4 separate regions of the Mus musculus genome follow, and all the other regions are linked to region 4. A link is a contact called in public promoter capture Hi-C data. All regions are on one chromosome and are shown on one strand. Each heading gives the region's core, a stretch centred on a gene start, on an enhancer-like site or on the middle of the called end of the contact. The rest is flanking DNA. Distances are from core to core; before and after follow the strand shown. Region 1 holds the start of Hnrnpd (heterogeneous nuclear ribonucleoprotein D). Region 2 holds the start of Tmem150cos (transmembrane protein 150C, opposite strand). Region 3 holds the start of 9430085M18Rik (a long non-coding RNA gene). Region 4 holds the start of Hpse (heparanase).

Evidence for each region. Promoter capture Hi-C pulls out the DNA fragments that hold promoters and counts their contacts.
Region 1: a promoter capture Hi-C map of hippocampal neurons shows a contact between it and region 4, with 4 times the contacts expected there. The contact joins the promoter of Hnrnpd here to the promoter of Hpse in region 4.
Region 2: a promoter capture Hi-C map of stem cell-derived epiblast-like cells shows a contact between it and region 4, with 2.3 times the contacts expected there. The contact joins the promoter of Tmem150cos here to the promoter of Hpse in region 4. A contact is called at or near these places in 2 of 39 promoter capture datasets (embryonic stem cells and stem cell-derived epiblast-like cells).
Region 3: a contact with region 4 is called in a promoter capture Hi-C map of embryonic stem cells, with 4 times the contacts expected there. The contact joins the promoter of 9430085M18Rik here to the promoter of Hpse in region 4. A contact is called at or near these places in 6 of 39 promoter capture datasets (the 3T3-L1 cell line, cranial neural crest, embryonic stem cells and 3 more) and 2 of 115 datasets of contacts at active chromatin or transcription factors (both in embryonic stem cells).

The regions. Positions count from the first base shown.
Region 1 is chr5:99,977,584-99,980,283 of GRCm38.p6, forward strand. Hnrnpd (heterogeneous nuclear ribonucleoprotein D) reads right to left here and starts at 1,355. Exons shown (of 9, transcript NM_001077265.2): 1 at 809-1,355. The coding sequence starts at 1,041. 4930524J08Rik reads left to right here and starts at 1,352. Exons shown (of 2, transcript XM_030254981.1): 1 at 1,352-1,369; 2 at 1,454-2,083. The coding sequence starts at 1,352. The coding sequence ends at 1,969.
Region 2 is chr5:100,076,563-100,079,262 of GRCm38.p6, forward strand. It overlaps Tmem150cos (transmembrane protein 150C, opposite strand), which reads left to right and starts at 1,400. Exons shown (of 5, transcript NR_045993.1): 1 at 1,400-1,578. It overlaps Tmem150c (transmembrane protein 150C), which reads right to left. Exons shown (of 8, transcript NM_001382851.1): 8 at 1,310-2,700.
Region 3 is chr5:101,702,113-101,704,812 of GRCm38.p6, forward strand. 9430085M18Rik (a long non-coding RNA gene) reads left to right here and starts at 1,437. Exons shown (of 3, transcript XR_001785073.2): 1 at 1,437-1,998.
Region 4 is chr5:100,718,388-100,721,120 of GRCm38.p6, forward strand. It overlaps Hpse (heparanase), which reads right to left and starts at 1,329. Exons shown (of 12, transcript NM_152803.5): 1 at 1,005-1,329. The coding sequence starts at 1,207.

The DNA of each region.
Region 1 (2,700 bases), core at 105-2,604, 740 kb before region 4:
CCAGAATCTGAGGGCGCGAAAAGGGTGCATAGAGAGAATAACTTGGCAGAATGGGGGAAGGGCAACCGCAGGCGGGAGGTGGAAGAGCCCCAGTCAAGTACAGGCCCCATCGACCAGGAAGGACTTAAATGGAGCCCGCGGAGCCACACCAACGCGCCAGCAGACCAGGGACTTTGGCAGGCCCGGTCTGTCTACAGCACAAACGCAGGGCCTGTAGGAGCGTGTCGTGGTGACAGCGTAAAGTGGACAGAACGAACGAATCCTAAGACGAAAACTATTTAAAAGCAATGGCCTGCGGCCGACGCGGGAGAAAAGAGAGGTGGACAGCCTACAGCTTTCCCAAAGCAAGAGCGTGTCAATAATCGCACCGTCTCGGGGGCGAGGGCGAAGCGCCCGACCAACCTTGGCAACCCTGGTAAAAAGCTTTTCTGTGCGTTTGCATTTTTAAGCCTAAGAGGTTAGAAATCCGGGAGACGTGGGGGTGGGGTGGGAGGGTAAGCTCCGACAGGCGGGAAAAAATCCTGGCGGCCACATCGGTGGGAGGAGACCCGCGGCGAGGGAGGAAAGAGGGCGGGCCGCGGAGTAGCATGGTGACGGCTAAAGGTGGAAACGTGTGTGATGGGGGAGGGGGCGAGCAGGCAGGGAAGGAGATGCAGGCCCGGGGGGGAGCCCGAGGTACAAGAGGGGCGGCCGAGGGGGCGACTGCACTGGGGCCTGCGGGCGGGCGGGCGGTCGCGGGAGCGAGGCCTAATGGCGGGGAGGGGGAGGGGGCCTGGCGAGCGGCTGCCCGGGGCCGCCCCTTACTCACCCTTCATCCTCCTCGTTCTTACTGGCGTCGATCTTGGCTCCCTCTGCCTCGGCGCTGCCTCCTTCGGTGCCTCCGGCCGCAGAGCCGCCGCCGCCGCTCCCGCTTCCCGCCGCCGCCGCCGGCCCCTGCGCCGCCGCCGCCACCATGGCTCCCTCCTGCTCGCCCGCCGAGCCGCCTACCGCCGCCGTTGCCGCCGCCGCCGCCCCGTCCCCTCCGAACTGCTCCTCCGACATAGTGCTACTGCCGCCGCCGAAGACGACACCCGCCGACGCCGCCGCCGCCGCGAACCGAAACTAGCAGCAAAGTAATCCCCGCCGCCGCCGCGCGATGCCCGCTCTACCTCGCGAGGCACCCTAGACAAGGCGCGCGCGTGGCTGCAAGGGCTCCTGCGCCTCTCCCCGGCCTGCCCCCCTCGCCTCCCACTCTCGCGCAGCGCGCTCTCTCGCTCTCCCCGGCTGCACTGAAAAAAAAAAGAATGAAGTAGCAGCGGCGGCCACTCTCGCCTCCTCCTCGCTTTAATGGCGCCGCCGCGGACCACCTAAAATGGCCGACGGAAGAACGGCGCGTCCCGGTCACGTGGCTCCGGAGCGCGCCCTTTGCGCCTCCCCCGCCCCCGTCCACCGCTAGGCCCCGCCCCCCGCGCAGGCCCCGCCCTCCCCGTCCCTTTCCGACTGGCTCTCACGCCCCGCGGTCGCGCGGCGCGGGCCTTTAAAGAGGACCGGAAGTGGCGTGCGCAAGAGGGGCGCGCGGGTACCATCGAGAACAAGGAGCGCTGGTTCGAGGGCGCGGCTAGAGAGGCCTCCCCCGCCCCCGTCCCTTGGCCCCGCCCTTCCGCGGATTCCTGGAGTCACCGGCCGCTCCTCGGCTTTGGTTGGCAGGCGCGGCCGACCTGGAGGGGTGTGGTTCGTCCATCCCCAGCGGAGACTTCGTGGAGGCTGCCCTCAGGGAGCCACGGCTGTGGGCCCCGGGACCTGCGTGGGGCAGCGGGCCGCGCCTGTGCAGTGCTCCGCCGTCCCTGCGCCGGGTGACATTGAGGCTCCGCCGCGGCGCTGTCCAAAGGCGGCTTTGATGGTCGAGGCTGCCTCTTCTCAGAGTTGCTTCCCTAGTCTTAAGCTTTGCCTCCGTTATTACAAGAGCCTAACGCCGGCCACGATTCTTTGAAGTCACTATGGATTGGGAAGTGTATGTATTAAGGTCGACTCCAGGGCTCCTTTTTTTTTACGAGTTACAGTCCTTGTATTAAACAGGATATATAAATGTCATGAATCATCTTTACGAGGTTTCTGGGTTTGTGGTGTTGAGGTGGCGATTTTATAAAAAGAAAAAAATGAAACGCCGTTAGGCGTGTGATTCACGATTTTAAAATTAATCGCTAAGAAACCTATTGGAATTCCTACTCAGGAGTTAGACTTTGAAGCTTCCTGCAAGACTTAGAAGAAAATGGAATTTCTGGTTTGGTTTGGTTTGGTTTGGTTTGGTTTTTTTTGTCGTCAACCACTCGACTGCTTAGTAAGTATCCAGTTTCCAAACAGGGTTTGGAGAAGTTTACAAAAGACAGCATACAGGGACAGGACTTCAGCCCAGCTAATTAGGTACACGCTGTAATCCCAGAACTGTGATCCCAGAGAAGGGAGGAAGGACTGTTGAGGCCAACCTGGCATTACCCCTTAGCAAAACACATAAAAAAATTTTAAATAAATGCTTCCCATGGTGTACTTTAAGTCAATTTACAGTAACTGTACATAATCTGAAAATCCCAACGATTAAAACAAGATTTATCACTACAGTTTGTTACAGAATCCATAAAATGAAAGAATATGCATCAAATAGTGGAAATGTCTTCAACATTGAGCAAATCACAGACAGGCAACCACCAAGATGATTGGCGAAAA
Region 2 (2,700 bases), core at 150-2,649, 640 kb before region 4:
AGGAAGATACCCATAACTGGTATTTTCTGGGACACACAGCTTCCTCAAATGGAGTGTCATTGGGTATGTCAACAACACAACTGGGCAGATTCCATGTGCTAACACACGTACACACAAACACCCCACGTCCTTTTGTGAGATCTCTGCATACTGGCTGGTTTTGTGTCAACTTGACACAGGCTGGAGTTATCACAGAGAAAGGAACTTCAGGTGGGGAAATGCCTCCATGAGATCCAGCTGTAAAGCATTTTCTCAATTAGTGATCAAGGTGGGAGGGTCCCTTGTGGGTGGTGCCATCCCTGGGCTGGTAGTCTTGGGTTCTATAAGAAAGCAAGCCGAGCAAGCCAGAAGAAGCAAGCCAGTAAGTAACATCCCTCCATGGCCTCTGCATCAGCTCCTGCTTCCTGACCTGCTTGAGTTCCAGTCCTGACTTCCTTTGATGATGAACAGCAGCATGGAAGTGTAAGCTGAATAAACCCTTTCCTCCCCAACTTGCTTCTCGGTCATGATGTTTGTGCAGGAATAGAAACCCTGACTAAGGGGCTGGTAAGATGGCTCAGTGGGTAAGAGCACCCGACTGTTCTTCCGAAGGTCCAGAGTTCAAATCCCAGCAACCACATGGTGGCTCACAGCCATCTGTAACAAGATCTGACGCCCTCTTCTGGAGTGTCTGAAGACAGCTACAGTGTACTTACATATAATAAATAAATCTTTAAAAAAAAAAAAAAAAAAAGAAACCCTGACTAAGACACTGCGTTTTGCCTTACTGGTTTTCTTTTTAGTTTGCTTTGATTTTAGCTTCTTATGAAGAGAGAAATTGGACGTGGGGGTGGGGAAGATCAGGGAGGAGAGAAAGAATATGCTAAAACTTTATTGTACAAAAAATATTTTCTCAGACAAGATGTTTGGCTTTCGATTCCATTCCTGCCATGGAATTCCTAACACCCATAGGACAGAACAGCAGTGTTTTATTCATAATGAACATCTTCTGTTTGTACCAGACTTCATGCTACTGAGGTAACTTTAGGATGAGGCTGCTCACCAGGTGCTTAGACCTCCAGCCTACCTACTTCCGGGAGGTTGGGGGGCAGCTGGGATGGAGAGCCTGGGGTGCACTGAGGGCAAGGGAGCCAGCCCCAGGCCTGCCTTCTTCACCCATGCACCTCTTCCATTTGACTGATCCTGAACTGTATCCGTCACAATAGAATGAGCATTAAAGAACGTGTTCTGCAAGCTATCCACAGCAAGCACGGACGTGTACGTGCACACCCACGAAGAACTGTTAGTGTAAGAAACAAGGAAGTCAGGATTTAGCATAAAACCCCTTTATTCAGTGGCCAGGTCCCAGTGAGTAATGTCAGTATTGGCTGGATGCTGCTGCTGCCGCTGCTGCTGCTGCACACTCTTAAGAACGCAGAGAAGTGTGTCACCGAAAGCTCTTTACTTGGAGTGTGGAGAGTAAAATAAAACCGTTTGTTCTTTGATAAAAATCTTTAAAATAGAAAAGTGAAAAGGAGGAAAGAAGAGAAACCTCATAGCAGTTTCAAAACTAACAGACATCCCCCTGGAGTATTTACGGTAAGACGCCTTTTTTAATAAGAGAATACTCTACTCGAGGCTTTCTCACACCACTGGGGGCTTTTCACTCCCTGCCCTGCCCTGCCCTGTAGTGATGAGTCCTCCCCCTCCTTCTTCACTCTGTCTTCCACTCTGTCGTTTGTCTCTGAATCTCTTTGATGCTCCTCACCTCCACTCAGAAACGAGCAGCAAATCTGTTCATTTGGACATTTACTGTGTGCTCGTGCTCGGCGCTATGCTGGGGGGCGGAGATTTAGCATTTGAACCCTTCCTTGGGAAGCTATACTTCAGGGTGAATTTACAAAACAACGTTTTCCACATTACATTCCGGGCTGTCTGAGCCCCCTAGGAGTTTGGAGAGTTTTTTGAAACAATGTGGGAGGGGGTGCTTGTGACTTGGTTGGGGAGGGGGTGCTTGTGACTTGGTTGGGGAGGGGGTGCTTGTGCACTTGGTTGGGGGAGGGGGTGCTTGTGCACTTGGCACTCTGTTGTTGGCACAGGGATCTAGGATGGCCTTGAACTCCTGCACCTCTGGGCTCATCTCCGAACAGCTTAGCAGTATTGCAGCTCCATTTGTGCCAATGTGATTTGCGGGAGGGCGATGTTTTTAATTTGCTTCTATAACTTCCAAATTTAATTTAAAGTCCCCAGTCCTCAAACTATAAAATTTGAGCAACACACGGATGTTAAAATCTCCCCTGGGTTGGACTAGCAGCAAGAGGGCTAACCTCCTGTCTTTCCTCAGAGCCCTCATACCTTTCACCTCCATGTAGATTTCTTTTGCGATTCTTCGAGAATCTTTTTTTCTTATTATTTCTTCAGATATAAATTAAGCTTGCACGTATACCCCTTTCATACTTGAAGCCAAAACAAGGTTCTTGCCTTTGGTCCACACCTTTGCCCACGAGGCCTACATAGACCCGTGAGAGTGGCACTTCAAAAAGAAAATGCAAACTGGAACTGTGGGTGATGCACTGTGGAAGGAAAAACCAAGCCACGCCCTCTCAGCCGTACCTCGTGCCATTCGCGGCTGACTGTCCCCGGTAGCATTCACGTTTGGAGATCTTCCTCAGGCAGAGTGACTCAAGTCCAAATGCTGGTGGCCGGCTTCTTTCCCGCTCA
Region 3 (2,700 bases), core at 187-2,686, 980 kb after region 4:
CCCTCTTCTATCTCTGTCTCTCTCTTCTCTCTGCCTCTCCGTCTTTCTCTATGTGTTTCTCTCCTCTCCCCCTCCCTCCTTTTTCTCTCCCTCCCCTTCCCCCCCTCTCTCTCTTCCCTCCTTTCTCTCTTTCTCCCTCTCCCCTCTCCTCCCTTCTTTCTCTCTCTCCTTTCCTTCCCTCCTTCCTATGTGTGGATAGACAGTGATGATCAGCAGCCCTCCTTCTCTCTCTCTCTCTCTCTCTCTCTCTCTCTCTCTCTCTCTCTCTCCTTTCCTGCCCTCCTTCCTGTGTGTGGATAGACAGTGATGATCAGCAGCCCTCCTTCTTTGTCCTCTTGGACTCCCCTCTGGAGTCATAAGGCACAGCAACGCTCTCCTCCTAAATTTGCCTTTGGTCCAGATATTGATCACACTGACAGAAAAGGGATATTAGTCCAGGATCTCTCCAGCAGGAGACTGCTAGGGGCACATTAGTAAAAACAAGAGTGTTGGCATTCACAAGGAAGGTTCCACAGTTTTATCACAGAGAGACTGGATCACGTGAAGTACACCGATGGATTCTAACCCAGAGAGAACTTTTGATCAAGACTGGTGTTTTCTTCCCTCCTCTTGCATCATAGCTTCAAGGGAAGCAACCGTAATCAAAATCCCACAGGGAGAAGCTAGGTTAGTTCTTGATCTGCTGAGCTCAGGTAACTCAGCCAAGGAGCAGATGGTTCTGGTATGACTCCAGGTGCAGGCTTCAGAAGAGTCTCACGTGAGACATGTCCCTCCTCATAATGCGGGCTGACCACAAGGACAAGCAGAAAAGCCAGACGACGAATGCCCTGACTCATTGAAAGAGGGGACAGTAATCTTCGACACAACCAAATCAGGGTCAGAGACGAAGTTCAACGGCAGAGCACGTGCCTAAATCACACAAGGTTTAGTGAGGATTCAAGCCCAGCCATACAAAAGCATAAATAAAACCAAAAAGCTGTCCAAATCATAAAAGATAAAGGCCATGGAAATACAAATTAAAGGTATAAGCATTTGACAACTTAATGCAATACACATTTCTCTCCCGATTCTGTCCAGGAAGGATAAAATGGCCGAAAGTTCATTTTTTAGGAGAATGGACAAAACTGAAATCTGAATGAGCAATTTCAGAGTATGGCACAGTGTAAATTTATTGGGCTAGATTACCGGTAAGAGAGGGAGAGGGAGGGGGAGGGGGAGGGGGAGGGGGAGGGGGAGGGGGAGGGAGAGGGGAGGGGGAGGGGGAGGGGAGGGGGAGAGTGAGAGAGAGAGCGAGAGAGAGAGAGAGAGAGAGAGAGAGAGAGAGAGAGAGAGAGAGAGAGAGAGAGAGAGAGAGAGAAACATACACTAAAGTACACAGGGGCAAAAAGAGAGGTATTTTCCTTTAAAAGGCTCAGAAAGAGCGTGCGTGGGCGTGAGCGCATGCGTGCATGGGGTCTGAGGAGCTGATGAGTCAGCAGTGGCGGTGGCGTGGAAGCCATGACCGCCACTAAACACTGCACCTGAACTGGCTGAGGTGGTAGCTGTTAAAGTCTGAAAGAAAATATAACTGTAAGCAGGTCACAGAAATACAGGGCGAACAAATAGTAAAGCGACAGGATAAAGCGGAGGTGTGAGTCCATCTGTCGTCACCGCAACAAAATACCCGAGGAAATGTGGAAAACCTTGTGCTGTCTCCTGCTTCAGAGGCACCAGCCCTAGGTCACGCTCAGCCTGGGCCTGTGGTGAGATCCACCTCACAGCAGAAGTTTGTGTTGCTCTCTCACACTAACGGTTTGAGAATTTGATCCCTTCTGCTACCTAGAAGCTGGTTGCCCCTGAGGTCCCTCCTTCCTCTAGCATACCACTCCTCAGAATGTCCAGAGATGACGCTGCAAGGACCCGTCTGTGACGAACTAGGGCACTGAGGAGAGCGTTCTCCAGGTTCCTTCCTCTTCCTGCGTTGCCATTGTTACCGTGTGACATTCCAGGGTAGGAGAGGTGTGTTCCTGGGGGATGGGTGGGAGGGTGCGCGTGTGCATATGTGTGTGTGTGTACATGTGTATAAATACTACTGCAATCCTTGGTCAGGGCCCTGACACTGGGTATTCCAACATATTGGGTCCAGCCACTCACCTCCAAACCCAGAGAAAGTAGGTGTGAAAACCAGGAAAGGACATTTAGTCAGTAAAACCACAGCAGGAAGGAAGGGCAGCTGCTCCTGTCAGTGCTGTTCAGCGGGGCAGTCAAGAGCCCCCGAATTATCCAGGCAAGGAAAATTATCCAGGAATCAGAGGAAACACATGCCATTGGTCAGTCTTGGTTACACTCTGGTCTGGCTGATCCTTGTCTAGGGATTAGTAAAAGCACAGTAAGGAAGTTGCAGTTGCCTGGACACACTGTCAACTCTTGTACAAGGTGTTTGTCTATCCACCTAGAATTCTAGGTGACTGAAGGGGAAAATGTTTCAGAACAAGAGAGTCACAGTATATGGCCACGTCTGCTTCTGCCCTCTGCAATGCACCAGGCACCTACAGGCCCAAGTGAGTGCAGGCGCTTTTAGCCACAGCAGACTCTAGATCTTGCTTCCAAAAGGAGAGACAGGTGAAGGGAAGATGGATGGTAGTTTTGGAGTGTCTGTGGTTTTCAAGTGACAGGCTAGCTATGTAGCCCAGACTAGCTACAATCTCATGATCCTCCTGC
Region 4 (2,733 bases), core at 79-2,578:
AACAAAGGACGTGGTCATCTCTGGAGGCTCCCAAGTTTAGAAGGCCTATGACTGTGCCTGAGCCTTTCATCTTGGGGACAGTCTGCACTCACGGAACAGGGGCCAGAGATGTGGTTCCTGCAGTTGATGAGGCAGCCTCCGCTCTGCACCCTCATCTTGGAGAATCGTGCCTCTATGGTGTTTTTATTAGCATATATTAATTATACATAATAATGGGGTTTCGTCACGACATCTTCAAATGTGTATAAAGTGTATTTTTGGTCATATTCTCTCCTGTCTGTCCCACTGACCTCTATCATTTTCCCAGTCAGTCAGTCAGTCAGTCTCCGGCTCCTTTCTCCATCTCTCTCTCTCCTCCCTCCACTCCTATTCAGTCCAGTCTACCCTCAAACTTGCTACGTTGCTAAAGATCGCCGTTAACTCCTGATCCTCCTACACCTACTTCCCAAGTGCCAGTCTGCAAGTGTGTGCCCATGCCAGGGATTACACAGCTCTGGGGATGGATGCAGGTCTTCTTGCATGCGAGGTACACAGTCCATTAACTGTATCACACCCAGCCCAGTAATGTTTAAATGCTTAAAAGGCAGCAAGATGAATAATGGTTCTTCTCCATAGAGGCTTTTCCTATCTTTTCTTTCTTCCTCTTTTAAATCAAAACTTCCTAACAGAGTTTAAGGGACACCAGCTTACTGGTCTTACACTGAAGCAAAATTCAAAGGCTCCAGACAAAGTGCTAAGGTTTATGACAGCTTCGTTTGTTTTGTTTTTGTTTTCCTCCAAATTTCCACTTCATACCTGGACCTGGCTGGTGCCCAGGCAACAAGCGCTGAGTAAATGAATCAGGAAAAGTCTTTTGAGGGGTGAGTGCACACAGGAGGGAGGCTCCAGAGAGCAAACACAAAGTTGTTTGAGCGAAGAGAGTGGCTGGCCCTCGCGAGTGTGATTGGACAGGCGAGGGGGAGCCGAGGACAGACGAAGGGACAGAACCTAGGGGCTGCACTTACCCCAGGAAGGTGAGGAAGCGCGGGTCGGTGGCCAGGCTGGCGTCGATGGTGATGGACAGGAACGAGGGACTCACGCTTCGGAGCGGCCGCTTGGTGTAAAACTCCAAGTCTACCACGTCGTCGGTCGGCGCGGTCCCCGCGGGGGCGCCCTGGGCCAGGGCACCGAGCGGCCCCCAGAGCCACAGCAGCAGCAGCCTCAGCATCCCACCTGGCTGGACCGCCCGCTGCCGGGAGAGCTGGGGCAGCCGGCGCGCTGGCTCAAGCCCCCTGCAACCGGTCCTGCTTCGCCTCTGGCGCCAGGACTCAGTACCCTCCCACAGCGCTCCATCCCTCCCACCCCTCCCGGGAGTCCCTCCCTAGCGCCCTCCCCTCCCCGCCCTCCCCTCCTCGCTCTCTTTCATTTCCGTGCTGGCTTTCCCCTCCGCCGCGGTCACGTCCACTTTTGAAATCATCCACACCCATCCAAAGGGTGCGGAGGTGGCCAGAATCCAAGATCCTCGGAGGCCTGGGGAGGGAGCGCCCGGGAGCCGCGCAGGGGTGGGACCAGCTTCCTGGTGTCCTGCGCACTCTGTCACCTTTTCTAGGTCCCATCCATTTGGCGCCAGGACTAGACCCTGAGTTAAAAGCCCCGGTTGAGGGTTCAGCCAGACCCTACCCCGACTCCCTTCTGCCTTAAGACACTGGTCACTTGAGCCTGCCCAAATCTGACCGAGCTAGGATGTCCTCTGCCCAGGATCTCAGGTATCTCTTTGTCGCTTGAAAAACCTGATCCGAGCATTGGCTAAAATGCAACTAGAAATCGGTCCTTGCACGGGGGTGGTGGTGATGGTGGTGGGGACCCTGTTTTTAAAGCAGTATTATGAAAACAGTATTTGGGAGAGCCTGCCTAAGAGTTGCTCTGAGGCTTGGCCAACCGCTAAAACCCAGCAAGAAGCCCCCAAGCAACTACCCTTGGAATCCTGAGCAACCCCTCCCCCAAACCCATCTTTTGCGGTTGCTGCAACTTTTGTTTTCCCTTGACATTTTACACTGGTATATAATGATAGCAAACAAGTGCTGAAGCTTGTGTGTGTGTGTGTGTGTGTGTGTGTGTGTGTGTTACCATGAAAGAAGCTTGAACCATGCTACACACACACACACACACACACACACACACACTCACACACACCAATCTGCCCAAGCATCAGCGCTAGCTGAACTCAGGTGTACAAGGCCAAGCAGATGGCAGCCTGTCTCTGCTGCTTTGCAGTCCCCTTGAGGAAGCTTTCCTGAGCTTCCAGGCAGCTGAGGCTCCCCAGTGTGAGGTCTCACCACACATTTCACATAGCACACACAGCAAGCATCCTCCCAGTATCCTCCATGTTAGAACTGTCTACACTTGTGATGTTGCTCATTGCTTGCTCACCTTATCTCTGGGCTTAAAAAGTCCTCCGAAGCAGAGATGGGGCCTGTGGGATACCCATGGCAGAGATGGGGCCTGTGGGATACCCATGGCATGCTCATACGTGGTACTGTGCTTGGTCTTTAGTAGGTAATCCATTCATATTTACTGAGTAAGCCAATGACACTTACATTTTTCCGTTTAGATTGCACCAACAGCAAAGCAATAAATAATAACGAATTTTTAATGAAATGTATATCTAATCTGCACCCATCTGTCTGTCTGGGTGATTTAAAAATTACCTGCCTAGTTAATGCTTTGACCTGCATTGAGTTGATATGCTATAGC